Linked DNA regions of Mus musculus: all the other regions are linked to region 3. The links are chromatin contacts, called in public HiChIP or PLAC-seq maps. All regions are on one chromosome and are shown on one strand. Each heading gives the region's core, a stretch centred on a gene start, on an enhancer-like site or on the middle of the called end of the contact. The rest is flanking DNA. Distances are from core to core; before and after follow the strand shown. Region 1 has its middle 42 kb from the start of Gm46069. Region 2 has its middle 4.0 kb from the start of Gm46069. Region 3 overlaps Gm46038 (a long non-coding RNA gene).

Evidence for each region. HiChIP or PLAC-seq counts read pairs in DNA pulled down with a chosen protein or histone mark.
Region 1: a contact with region 3 is called in a RAD21 HiChIP or PLAC-seq map of pro-B cells, with 5 times the contacts expected there. The contact joins two enhancer-like sites. A contact is called at or near these places in 2 of 15 datasets of contacts at CTCF or cohesin (large pre-B cells and pro-B cells), 10 of 484 Hi-C or Micro-C datasets (CD8 T cells, the G1E-ER4 cell line, Th2 cells and 6 more) and 8 of 115 datasets of contacts at active chromatin or transcription factors (the 230-238 cell line, differentiating embryonic stem cells, embryonic stem cells and 4 more).
Region 2: an H3K27ac HiChIP or PLAC-seq map of regulatory T cells shows a contact between it and region 3, with 5 times the contacts expected there. The contact joins two enhancer-like sites. A contact is called at or near these places in 1 of 39 promoter capture datasets (hippocampal neurons), 3 of 15 datasets of contacts at CTCF or cohesin (CD8 T cells, large pre-B cells and pro-B cells), 41 of 484 Hi-C or Micro-C datasets (the AML12 cell line, the AtT-20 cell line, B cells and 31 more), 16 of 115 datasets of contacts at active chromatin or transcription factors (CD8 T cells, Th17 cells, bone marrow-derived dendritic cells and 11 more) and 1 of 9 other capture datasets (embryonic stem cells).

What each region holds. Positions count from the first base shown.
Region 1 is chr8:34,729,512-34,734,004 of GRCm38.p6, reverse strand. No RefSeq gene overlaps it. Among named protein-coding and RNA genes, the nearest start is that of Gm46069, 42 kb to the right of the region's middle. Within about 2 kb of position 2,149, at least 45 of the 459 cell types and tissues checked have an H3K27ac peak or open chromatin away from gene starts, as enhancers often do. A contact at or near this core is called in CD8 T cells, pro-B cells and regulatory T cells, where this site is marked.
Region 2 is chr8:34,683,704-34,688,128 of GRCm38.p6, reverse strand. No RefSeq gene overlaps it. Among named protein-coding and RNA genes, the nearest start is that of Gm46069, 4.0 kb to the left of the region's middle. Within about 2 kb of position 1,793, at least 8 of the 459 cell types and tissues checked have an H3K27ac peak or open chromatin away from gene starts, as enhancers often do. A contact at or near this core is called in regulatory T cells, where this site is marked.
Region 3 is chr8:34,483,710-34,487,935 of GRCm38.p6, reverse strand. Gm46038 (a long non-coding RNA gene) reads right to left here. Exons shown (of 3, transcript XR_001778545.1): 3 at 1-457. Among named protein-coding and RNA genes, the nearest start is that of Gm40489, 3.1 kb to the left of the region's middle. Within about 2 kb of position 2,460, at least 20 of the 459 cell types and tissues checked have an H3K27ac peak or open chromatin away from gene starts, as enhancers often do. A contact at or near this core is called in CD8 T cells, pro-B cells and regulatory T cells, where this site is marked.

The DNA.
Region 1 (4,493 bases), core at 900-3,399, 250 kb before region 3:
AATCAAATACTTCTTATGGATTGCCTCTACTGCCAATATCTTGTGGGGTGGAAGGCCCACTAACACTGTGGCAGAAGCCATTCACAAAACGTATAACTGACAATCGACAACCAGAATATGGAAAATACTGTCCACCCAGGAAGGACAGATACATCAATATGCAGAGGAGTAAAAGAGACAAAAAGACAGCAGCAAGAGAGTGTATCCAAATATCAAGCATGATCGTATACACGAGGGGTGTTCAGCCTCACCAACCCTTTCAGACATCAGGAACAGGCTGGGGGTTCTCTCCATTGGCCTGGGTAGTTTTGTGAGCACACTTACACGGTGGCAATTTATCAAGTTTTGTATTCGTAATTTGTGCCGTTCCTCTGTATTTCTATACTTCAACAAACATACTGTCTAGAAGTCCATTCGTCACTTGAGCTAACTTCATGTGGACTCGAGGGATGGATGGAAAGACTGAAGATGAATGTGCTTCATAAAGTCAGAGAGCCTGGAGCAACCCAGCCAGGTGTCACTGCCCAGCTTGGGAGACAACTGGAGATGCTAGGAGTCTCATTTCTTTTTCTGGCTTCCTTTGTGACAATATGCAGCAGCGTGGTAGAAATCCCTATTCTCGGGAGAGTCTTATCCCTTCTGGAGCCCACAGGAAGCTTGCCTGGAATCTCATCCGGCCTCCGGTTCTAACAGCTTTAATCTCCGGGCAGAGCAACACCAGGGGTATACTTTGTTCAGGGAGCATCAGGTGGGTTTCATTTTTAACAGGTTTGTTGATCTTGGCCCTAGCTCTCCAGTGTGGGTAGTGCTGGCTCTAGCCTCCTTAAGCATTGGACATGATTGAAAATCTAACCATACCTGGGGATTCCCCTAAGCGGGGAAGGCACTTTGGTATTTTCACAACAAAATTCTGCCTACTGATTGAGGGGTGGGGGTGGGGAAAGGGCACTGTGGTAGACCCCAGGGAGTTAAAACAACAGGGTTAGCATAATTGGTTTCTGGGCTCTTTGGGAAACACAATTGGGATTACCTATTAAATTCCCTGTATAACTTTTAAGAAGTCTTTTGGATTGTAAATGAAGCAGTTATCAATCTAGTTAGGCAACACAATAACAGGCTTTGGAAGTAAGACTCGGGACAAAGGATGTCATCAAAATGCAAATGGTTTCCCCTGGGTGTGTCCTTATGAAAGGTTTTCAGAAAGAGGGAAAATTGTTCTTTGAGGCTGTGGAAAACTGTCTTGATTATCAAGGCTGAGACAAAGAGGAGACAGGAAGGCTTAGCTGGTTTACTTGTTTTCAACTCACTTAGAAGGTTAGATGTTTAGTTAGTTACCCCTTAGGTAATTGTATTGGTCCCTGGAGGAGCTCATAGCTGGAGCCATCATCTCAGATCTTCTTATTTGAATGAACCCAATCTAAGTTTGAGCTCTGGTGATCCATGCCGGCTAACACAAAACAGGAAGATAAAGTCTGTGCTACCCAGATAATGTGTATTGGGCTGTAAAACCACTTCCTCTCCTCTTATATTTAAATTTATGATCTACCCCCCCCCCACACACACACACACAGAGAGCTAAAGAGGAATTTTGGGGCAGGGGGTAAAAATAAAACTTTGAAATTAATTAAAATAATGGAACAATAACCCCCCTTTCATCTTTCTTCAACGAACTTAGTCTCAGTATTTAATGCCCAAGAGGGTCACTTTAGAAGATGTACAAGGAGCCTGTTCTTAGCATCTTCAGATGCGACTGTAGTTGTGTTTTATAAACCGGCTGCATGAGGATGCTTGGCAGGCCCGACCAAGGTGTTCCCTGAACAACCAAACCATGCGAAGGGCCGAATATAAAAGGGAGTTTATTTGGGACCTGGAGAAGGGGAACAGAGAAGGACAGAAAGAGAGGAGAGAGGAAGAGGGGAAGATCGAGGACACGTGAGAAAAGAGAGAGATGGAGATTGCAGGGAGAGGGAGGAAAGGGGGAGGGGGAAAGGGGAAAGGAGGGAGGGAGAGAGAGAGGTGAGAGGAGAGAGAGAGGGAGAGGGAGAGGGAGAGAGAGGAAGAGAGGAAGAGGAAGAGAGGAAGAGGCTCTACCTGGCCATTGTTCGGTGACTGTTGGGCGGAGACTCCAGGAAATGCTAACGGTGCTAAGGTACTTGGAGGCGGTACATTATTACATTCTGGAGCAAGCTGACAGTTTCTCACACCGAGCCAAGTTGGTCACAGCAGGTTTGGTTTCAGAGAGTGTCAGACAGCGTGAACAGATGGACAGTCCCTTGAGACAAAGTGAGGGGCGTTCGAGTAGCTCAGAGACATGCGGCTCTTCAGGATGCCGATCCTGTATCAGCCCTTTCCTCTGCTTCAATCCCCCAGACACTGTTTAAAACTTGCTTGAGGAAGTCAGTTCATCTGGAACCCCGGTAGCAATCCTTCTAAGCTTAGTTGGAGTGCCAAAACTCTTCAAGAAAAAAAAATACATTTTTTGAAAACACAGAGTGGGTCATGAATTTGTAGCATTTGAGATCAGCACAGTGTTCTTATTCGGCTCTATACTGTTCTCTGAGTAGCAACTTTGCATGACAGCTTGGACTCTGACAAAGTCACTGATTAAAGGTATAAACACCCTTGGCAATAACAACCAGCCAAACATTCTTTACTCATCAAAAGCAAAACCAAAATGCATCAGAATCATGGAGAGCCTTTGGGGACAAAAGGGACTTGGTAAAGAACCCACACTGCTTTTTTTTTTTTTTCCTTATGGGTTAAGATTCAGACATGTCCCACCCACTTTACCTTTTGACATTTCATCTACAAAATTCACACTGAAGAACCAAAATAATTTGTCAGACCCAACCCCCTCACCCTGCCCCATAATGTTTTAAGTAAGTTTACAATATGACATGGGCTTCCTTCATCAATATCCTCCTGTGCAGACGTCTCATGGGAGCCAGGCAGAATGGAGTTGGTCTCTTCTGGTTTATGGTTTCGATCTGTGCAAATACACTTCTCTGCACCAATCCTTAGCTCTTCTGGGCATGGAGACCTAGTGAAGCATGGAAATTATAAAAAAGAAGACAAAAGCCGGACAGTGGAAGCACACACCTTTAATCCCAGCAGAGGAAGGCAGAGAGAGCCAAGAGGATCTCTGAGTTCGAGGCTATCCTGGTTCACAAAGTTCCAGGACAGCTAGGGCTACATAGAAAGATTCTGTCTTGAAAAACCAAAAATAAAGAAGAAAGAGGAGAAGATGAAGGAGGAGGAGAAGGAGAAGGAGGAGGAGGAGGAGGAAGAGGAAGAAGAGGAGGAGGAAGAAGAGGAGGAGGAGGAGGAGGAGGAGGAAGAGGCTCAACTGATTTATCATGATCGTATGTGCTTGGAATCTCAGCACCTAGAAGGAAGAGGCAAGGAGACTTTGAGTTAATCACTAACCTGGGTTACAACAACAACAACCAAAACAAAACAAACCACCTTGGTTCTGGTCTAATTCTATTACAAAATATTACGGAGAGATGGAATGAGCTCAAAGGGTTTGTTCACAAAAGTTTCAAGGAGAAGGGCAGGATGGGGGGCATTCTTTGTATGTGGCGGGAAGCGATCATGGGATTCAGCTTTCAAAAGTCACACTTATAGGCTGGTTGTAGTTCTGTGGAGAGCAGAGGCCTTACAGCCTTGGGTTCATTCGGTCCCTGCACCACCTCTTCCCATGCTGACAAATGGGATAGCGTTTGGGAAAAGGCTTTCCAGGCCGCAAACTATTATTGTATAAGTAATAGCACTGCTGACTTTTTTTAAATTATTATTTATTTAACTATAGCAGGAAGAGGGAAGACACGTGGAGACAGCTATACCTGTAGCTCTTCATGTATAATTCCTGGTTGATTCATGTGCTTTTGAAATGTATAAAAAGGACCTAAATAGATAATGTTTCTGAAATTTTTATCTATTTGAGTAGCTTAGTAGTTACTTTCATCTTAAAATAATGCCCTCTTTATTATTTTCTTTTGTAAATACATTCTAGGACCAGAGCTGTCTTTATGTACAGGTGAGTATGTAATATTGACTCTATAGAGTTTTGACTTTCTCAGCGAGTTTTTCTTGAGTGCTCAGCTTCCTCACTCCATCACTGCTAACTGTCTTCAGAATCCTGCCTCCGGTAACTGCTGTTACTCTGACAACCGAGTTATTGTTACTTCCCATTTAAAGCAATCTGGATGGCAACCATGGCAGAGGGGAGAGTCCCCCAATGTGTCTTCCACTTTCGGTTGCTTTTAGCTTATATTTGGGAAAGATCGCTGCGTTTAACTGTAACTCTGGGCAAGTTGGCTGAAGAGTATTTCTGTTATGTTTACATACTATGTAATTGTGTTTTCAGACAATCTGCTTCGTATTGCTGCTCATATACTGGTGTGAGCTGGTTCTCAAGAACAAAACCAGGGCTGGAGAGATGGCTCATTTGGTACAGCCTTGAAAATATTCGAACCCGAGTTCAAGGCACA
Region 2 (4,425 bases), core at 544-3,043, 200 kb before region 3:
AGCTCACTTTGTAGAACAGGCTGGCCTCGAACTCAGAAATCCGCCTGCCTCTGCCTCCTGAGTGCTGGGTTTAAAGGTTTCAAATGAAGCCATCTGTAGGCAGCACCACCCAGGTGACAGGTTCATGGTTCACGACGGTACCTCAGAATTAAATGCACTCTTAGACTCCTGGGAGACAAGAGATGCTCCAGGCAAGGTGGTAGAAGGTAGGTGTGCCTAGATTAGGGAGTATCAGCAACCACTGACAGGGTTGGTTCACAGGTTTACGCGATACTCCATGGAGATGCTCAGTCATGCTTACTACAGGATAAGGAGAAAATGGGCACACTTTGTAGGCAAATAGAGTGAGGATGCTCATGTTGGTTGAATCTGATTGACCTGGTAAGGGCAAGGGAAGTGTTTGAACAATGATTGGCAGACAGTAATGTTTTCATCTTAGCTTTGGCCCAGGAAGCTAAATGGACAGCCCAGCTCTATAAATATAGTAGGTATGTGCTGTCCGAGAATATACCAGGAATGCTTAAGAATCGCATCACTGGAGTGTGCATGACCCTCCATGCTTACAGTCAAATCTTGATCATAGGATTGGATGCTTTCCTGCGTCCCAAATTGTGTATCTCAAATGTTTGCTTTGACCTTTAAAACAAGGTCCTGTGTAGCCCAGGTTGGCCTCAAAATCCTCTTGCCTGTTCATTCAAGGGTGGGGATTCAAGGTACGAGTCAGCTAGCTATCTCACAGTTTGAGCAACCCAGCAGAAGGACATCAAAAGTCCTTTAGGGGCTGGAGAGATGGCTCAGCAGTTAAGGGATCTGATGCCTTCTGGTGGGTCTAAGGACAGCTACAGTGTACTCATATAAATAAAATAAATAAATCTTTTTTTTAAAGTCCTGTAGAATTGACTCTGGGGAGCCCAGAGTTTAGACTTAGTTGCAAGAAGATGCTGTGGTCCATTTTGCAGATTGCTGCCATTGAAACGCTGTCTGGAGTTCCCATAAAGAAAGACCATATGAGCCACGTATAGGGTATAGATCAGTTTATTGCTATGGACAAGGTTTCTGCACTCCTCAAAGAATCTGTGAAAGTAGGCTTAAAACTCAGTGATGGGTCAGGCATGAGATCAAACACGTGCTTAACTTGTTGGATGCTAGGACCCATCCCCTGTACTACAAAATGAAAATAAACCCTCAGGGCTTTTCCAAGACTGGTGACAGGGGTGCTGATGAGTTTCTGTAGGTGGGGGGTGGAGGGGCAGATGCAGGATACATTTGAGATATTACTGTTACAGTTCGAAATAGTAACATCTGAGACCTGATTTGTTTTAAAGGATCAAGCCTGGATTAAAATGAGAGTGAATCTGGTGTAGCCAGAGAGCAGGCGAACCAAGGAAACAATACACTGCTCCCCACAACAGTGGCCAGAGAGAGGTAGGGCTGGATTAAGGTAGACCTGCTAAACCCAGCACTTTCCTCTTCAATGCCACTCGCTTGTTGTTCGCCATCTGTCACCTCACAACGCCCACACACTATGGTTAAAACAATTTCCAATTGCGATCCCCTAAAATAAAGCTTAATATATTCACATCTGGCGGTTTTCCTGCCCCAGTTTATGCTTAGCGTTGGCCTTCATTTTAGCAAACTATTCCGTGATTGCTTTGTGTTGCTTTGGAAGTGTTTCTGGATGGGGGATTTGTGGCTCTGTTTGATTGCATTGTGATTGCGTTCGCAAGTGACAGAGCAGAAAGGAAATCTGAAGTCTGTTTTTATCTCATGTCTGTGTGGGTACCAGCTCTGGTAGCAGATCAAGAATCAGCTGAGCAAGGTTTAGAAGTACAGGTTTCTGAGACCTAGGGAACAGAAGACCCAGGAGGGAGTAGGGCGTTTAGTTGAAGAATTAGATCATCCCAGGAGGTCAGTGCACTGGCCCAGGCTGCCTGTGGACATGGATGTTAGGCAGGCTGAGCAAGAAGGATCTTTGCAGCCCAGGGGTTTCAGATCAGTCTGGGCGGTGTCGAGAAGGGTCATCCTTTTGGGATGTGTAGCCCGGACTGCTAACAGTGGTTATCGTTTACAAGTCCCGTCAGAAACCTTCAATGCAACTGGTGAAGAGTCCCCTCCATTTGGGCTGGCCTCTGAGCGGTTTACTCTGAGGATTTAGAATGCTGAAACGTCTGAGTTTCCTAACCATGAATCATGGAAAAATGGCTTCAGCAATACCAGGGTTTGGTAGAACACAGGCTTTGGAGTAGAGATGAGTTTTGACCTGGCTCTACTACCCTGCTTTCTTGGCTGTGATGTCTTCATTTCCACAACTGTCACATGGACATGTAATTCTTTCAGGATTGCCCTTTTTGGAGCTCTAAGTCATACCTCCAACATCCCAGTTGCTAAGCTGCTAATGAGTGATGTTCTTTCCTTCTTGGCATAGGGAAGATCTTCCACGTAGTTGGGTGCTTCAGAGCTCGTAAAGGTCTTATACCCCTACTAGTTCTGTTTTGAGGTACTATTTGTTTGCTCCCCCTAACCCCTGTCTTTCTTTTTTTGCCCAATTTTCCCACTGATTCCTCCCCCAAGCCTTTAAAGTTGGGACCAAGAGAGTTTTACCCTTGGGAACAGTACCAAGTGCCACAGTCTTTTCAAGCAAAAAGTATAAAATACCTTCAGTTTAACCAAAGTGAGCTTCTTTGAAAAAACTGTATCCTCCGCTCTGCATGCCGAGGCATCATTAGACCACCCGCTGTCTCTCCTCTCCCCTGCTCTTAAGGATGCTTTCCGCCCTTACCCATGTGCTTCTACAGGGGAGCCAGCAGCTCTCTCTTCATCTGGCCTTGGCTCTGCTCCACCATTCCTTCTAATTGCTCTCCTGAACCCAGGGCTTTCTCCAGCACACCTGTAAAGACAGCGGTTCACCTTTCAAACCCTCACACTGGAGGTGTTGCGCACCTGGGCACCTAGGGAACTGGGAAGGCTGAGAGGCTCAAGGAGACCTGTTCTTTTTCTTTGACAGACAGTATGTAGCTTCCTTTGGGGAAGAAGAAACCTTCTCCACTGGCAATTAGCATTTTCCCATTTCCGTTGAATTTACATTCCTGAAGTGTAACGTTAGGCCATTTCTTTCCATTTTATTCAGGAGAAGCTGCTACCTGGTATTAGTCAAGTATCTCAGCGCCCCACAGTGATTTGTGTATTACTTATAACACAGCCGTTTTGACAGATGGCAGTTTTCGATGATGAGAGGAGTTGACCAGATGGGGAAGGGTAGGAGGGGAGTGGGTGGGTGTCTGGGGTAAAAGAACCTTCCCATGAGAACACTTTGGATGAAAAAAAATTAAAAATGTACTTGAACGAACAAGAAGAAAGACAGGGCATGAATAATTGGGGGCTTTTCCTGATGGCTGCGTGACCAGTGGTTTGGGCTGCTGTGACTGAGAACAGGAGTGTTTAAGTATTAGGGAAGGAGGGAAGGACATTAGGAAAATGCATTTTAGGAAAAGGAAGACTTGAAGCTGTTTGGGCTGGAATGCCACAGAGCAAAGGGAACGGTGTGGTTTGCAGTGAGGAAGCACTCGGGAAACCCACGATGCAGGAGCCCTTTGCTGTCCCTGTCTACAGACATGGCTATGACATCCTAGAGTGAGGGTCTAAAGGCAAAGTCTCAGCAGTGGGTGATGGCCAGATAACATGAGGAAACAGGACTTACAGGTTCCATCCCGGCTCTGGGCCCTGGCTACCTCACAGAGGGTCATGCCCATGTGCTGCTTTGTTTCTTGTCACCTTGACAGACGCTTGGGTCATCTGGGAAGAGGGAACCTCAGCTGGAAAAAAAATGTATCTATCAGATTGGCCTGTGGGGCATTTTCTTGATTGATGGTTGATGTGGGAGGGCCCAGCCCTGGGCACCACCCCCAGGCAGATGTTTCTGGGTAAATCCTTTCCTCCTCAAGTTGTTTATAGTTATAGTCTTTTTCACATCAGTAGAAAACTGAATTAGAACAGGATGCAACCCCCCCCCTCTTGCTTTTGTTGTCTTTTTAAGACAGGGTTTCTCTGTGTAGCCCTGGCTATCCTGGAACTCCTTCTGTTGACCAGGCTGGCTTCACACTCAGAGATCCACCTGCCTCTGTCTCTCACTGACTGCTGGGATTAAAGGTGTGCACCACCACTGCCTGGCGCAAGCTTTCTTGAAAGGTGGCCAGGAGGATGAAATGAGAGGAGACAGAGTGGGTGCCTAAGACTCCATAGATTTCAGTCACTGTGCACAGATATACTGCTATCCCCTCAAACTATTTTGTGGATGCCTCTTGTGTACTATTACAACCTAGCAGGCCCAAGACTTCACGTCTACTTAATGTGTATACATATATATGTGTGTGTGTGTTTGTATGTATTGTGTATATATGCATGTATATGTATATATAACATATATAT
Region 3 (4,226 bases), core at 1,211-3,710:
TTAAGAGCCTGCATACATACAAACAAGCTTTGACTGAGAATCAGATGGTGAATTTGCAAGGTTTTCTCACACTAGGACTGGCTTCGAGGAGGCACAGTTTCTTGTCAAGATAGTAGGGCTTTGTTTCCAGAGAGCTAGGTATTCCCAACGTTAGCTAATGGCACTCCTCAAGACATGAGAGTCTACTGTTAGGGTCTTAAGTATTTATGTTTCTTATACCTGTACATTTCATATACATTCTCCAGAACTCAATACACAGAGGCAAGGTCCTTCTCTGGGGTCGTTCTTAAACTCTCCAGCAACTGAAAGAGCAGCCACGGTATCTTGTTTCGTCATAGTTGGGATTTCTCTTGCTATGTGTTGAATGTTTCATTCTTTGCCCTTTGTGTTCTCTCCTTTATGGCTCATTCCTTTTTCCCGTGTCGTTCCGCTGTCCATTGAGGTCTTGAAATGTTTCCTGTTGATTTTTAGTGATTGAGATGTTAGATAGTGAAGGAGTGTGTGTGTGTGTGTGTGTGTGTGTGTGTGTGTAAGCAATTGAGAGGTGCTCCCTGTTAAACAGCTATTCTGTTGTGGTTGGGGGTAGAGTGGGTTAAGCCAGGCGTTTTACTTCAGCCTTTCCAACAAAAAGGGAAAAGCGGGAATTGCAGCGCCGCTGAACAAAAATGATTTCCACACTCTCCTGGTTCAAATGAGTCTTTTTAGTGCCCTGCTCCCACCCCCTCCAAACACCAAGATGGGACCTTCTCTTTATGCACACAATTGTTCATCTCTAACAATGCACTTCTGCTGGGAAGGGACCCAGCGCTGGAACCTGAAGGGCTTCCACTAGGCTGGCACAAACCCCTTTGCCATCTGATTTAGAGAGGGTCCTCTCTTCTGTCTAGAAAGACATTGTTTTGCTTTGATTGAAAGGTTGATAGCAACCGCGGTATACATTCAGCGACTCGCTGTGATGTGGGTGGCACTCTCCATTGTCTCTACTGATTATACTGGCTGGTTCTGAATTGCGTTCCCACACTGAGGCGCCCCTATGGAAGACACGGACACTGAGCATGCCACAGACAGCGGTTCAGAAAGCTCCATTAGAGCCTCTCTCCGCTCTGCCTCCATTCACCCTCTGGGTGGTAACAGGAAAGGGCTTCAGCATTGAAGAGCACGAGGAAGGGAAATGAATGACCAGAAACTCAGATGGGAAAAGAGATGCTGACACAGGCCCGGGGAACAAGTGACCCTGCCCCAGCAGAGAAAAAGACTGGCAGTTTCAGGGCTTGTGGCTCTAGGGTGAAGCACGTGAGCACCCTTGGGTTGGGGCTCATCTCAACGTTTAGGGTTTGTTTTTTACTTCAGGAAACAAGCTTAGAGAGATTTCAAAACAACCTGCTTCAAATGCCTCGCAGTGTGTGGGTAAGAAGGGACTGGCCTTCATGTTCCCTCTCACAGCGTGCTACTTCTCAAATGTGTTATTTTTCCTTCACCGTTTTCTCCTCAGACCTTCTCCGTGGCTTGAAATGAAAACTCAACCTTTGGAGCCAGCAAGGCCTCTGTGGTCCACAGAAGGCTCTCGGTGCATATTGATCAATAAAGACCCTGTTCTGTGTCTCAAAACCAGAGAGCTTCAGGCCCTCTCCAAACCAGTCCTATATCAGCTGTACAATCTCAGGGAAATCCCTGACAGAGGTTCCTGACAGGGCTCTCGGGTTCCCTTTCTGTAAAATGGGGATGGGGATAATACCGCCGGGAGGAAGGGGGCGGTGACTGAGAATAAGGTAACGCTTATAGGATAGCTGGCGCCATGCTATTTTTAAGTCAGGCATGAGCTAATTCTTCAAGAAAGGGAAGTAAAGACATGGAGGAGTAACTTGGCCTTGAAGTGTTGAAATCTAGGATGTCTACAGTCTCTGGCAGGTGAGACAGTACCTCTTTCTGACTCCTCCATCATCACCTAGTCATGACGGTGCAAGTTTCAAAGGCCCGGTGAACATCATTCGCTTCAAATGCAGTATCTGAAGATGTTGGGGTTTTTTTTGTTTGTTTGTTTGTTTGTTTGTTTTGTTTTAATTATGGTAGGAACTAGAGAAGTGATTCACTGGATAGCATTTGCTCTATCAAACAAACCTAAAGCAGACTCGGTAGCACGCATCTGGAATCTCAGTGCTGCTGTGGTGGCATGGGTGGTGGAGACAGGAGAAATCTCTGGGAGCTCTAAGGCCAGCTAGCCTGCCAGCAGTCAGATACACATCGGTAGGCGAGGCTGACCTCTGATGTGAGCACGGGAGAGTGTGTGTGTGAGTGTGTGTGTGTGTGTGTGTGTGTGTGTGTGTGTGTGTGTGTGTGTGATATTTGAAAAGGAAGCTACATATGCAAGGATTGACTCTCTTCCCTCTTAGCCCTGTGAGCTGGACAATCTGTTTCACAGCCCAGCATTGCTTGCATAACAAAGGCTTGGGACCATTGACTGCCATCTTTCTGGGATTGATCCTAAAGAAGCTAGTCCCATGGTTGAATTGGATCGCACGACTCCAAATTGAATTTAAAACAAAATTTAGACAATACCTAGGGCTTCACGGTAGCACAACCCACAGGAGACACTGTCAACTGGTATGTCCACAGTAGTGAGTAAATGTGCTGCGATAGCCAAATGTTTTCTTCGCAGATGCTATAGCCTTCATGATCTATTTCCTTTCCAAAGCTCTGCTCAGTAGCAGCTATTTCTAAAGGGAAATCCATATTTCTATTGTTACCACTGCAGTATATAGTTCTAGTTAAACTGGAGTTTTTGACATTTAAGGAGAAGAGTGCCCCCTAGTGGAGGTAAATCCAATCCAGTGGTAGCCAGCAGGCCCCAGCGTTACAACCTATTAACTAGGACTCTCATTTGGGAGACTTCTATAATTCTCTTCCCAAAGACATGCATGGCTTAAGGGTCTATCACAAGATAGATGCTTTATTAGGAATAACAAAAAGAAGGTGGATGTTGTGTTTCCATGAAGGGTACCGACCATGTGGGGGAAAGGATTAAGAAAAAGATGGTGGTTGAGAATAGGCCTAGACAAAGTAAAATGGATCATGTCCTAGTTAGCTTGTCAACTTGACACAAGTGAGAGTTATTTGGGAAGAGGAACCTCATCTGGGAATACGCTCCCTTCAGCTTGCCTGTAGGCAAGTGTGCCGTGTATTCTCCTGATTCATGAATGATATGGGAAGGCCCAGCAGGTGGTCCTGGGTTGTATAAGAGCACAGGCTAAGCAAGCCATGAGACAGAAAGCCAGTAAGTGGCATTGCCCCCATGGCCTCAGTTCCTGCCTAAAGTTTCCTGCCCTGGGTTTTCTCAGGAATAGAGAGTAAAATGTAAGGTGCAGTTAACCTTTTCCTTCCCAAGTTGCCCTTGGGTGTGGTTTTTATCACAGCAATAGAAAGCAAGCCAGGCCAGGCGACAGGCAAGACCATACTTCTTCTTGCTTGCGCTTGATCTCAATCTCTCTCTCTCTCTCCCTCCCTTCTTCCCCCTCTCTGCCAGTGTGTGTGTGTGTGTGTGTGCTACATGTGTGCATGTGTGTGCAGAGGTCAACGGTCAACATCAGACGGCTTCTTCTATTGCTCTCTACTTTATCTTTTGAGACAGGGCTTTCCACAGAACCTGGGGTTCACTGCTTCAGCTGAGCTGACTGGCTAATAACCTCAAGAGATCCTCTCACCTCTCCACCAAGTGCTGTGGTCCTCAGACACTGCTGTGCACAGCGCCTACCTGGGCACAGAGGACCCAGGAGCAGGTACACATTCAGTGTCATTCTGGTTATTGTCTAATATTTGATTCTGAATGTGGGCAGAACCTTCTGTAGTGTAAGTTATATTCAAATTCAAGGTGCCAACAGTAAATCAACTTGCTTGCAAAATCCCTGGACACTTATCCATCCCCCCCTGCCCTTCTGTAGTACAAGGCTGCAATCTGTGCTTACAGGTTTGTTCTTCAAAGTTCTTTAGTAGCAGCACACGGTGCCCAGAGTTTGGGACACCTCAGCTTCCTTTGCCCTAGTATCCGACACTAAATAAGGCACAATTTCTGCCCCTAATAACTCATGACAAGTAGAGAAGATGGTAAATACATTTCCCTGGCAGGCATTAATAATCAATGACAGAGTTCATGGGCAGCTCTTTTTGTCTTTCTTAATGTAGTGATCCATGTGACTCTTACTTATTCATCTCAGTTGGAACTAAAAATAGAC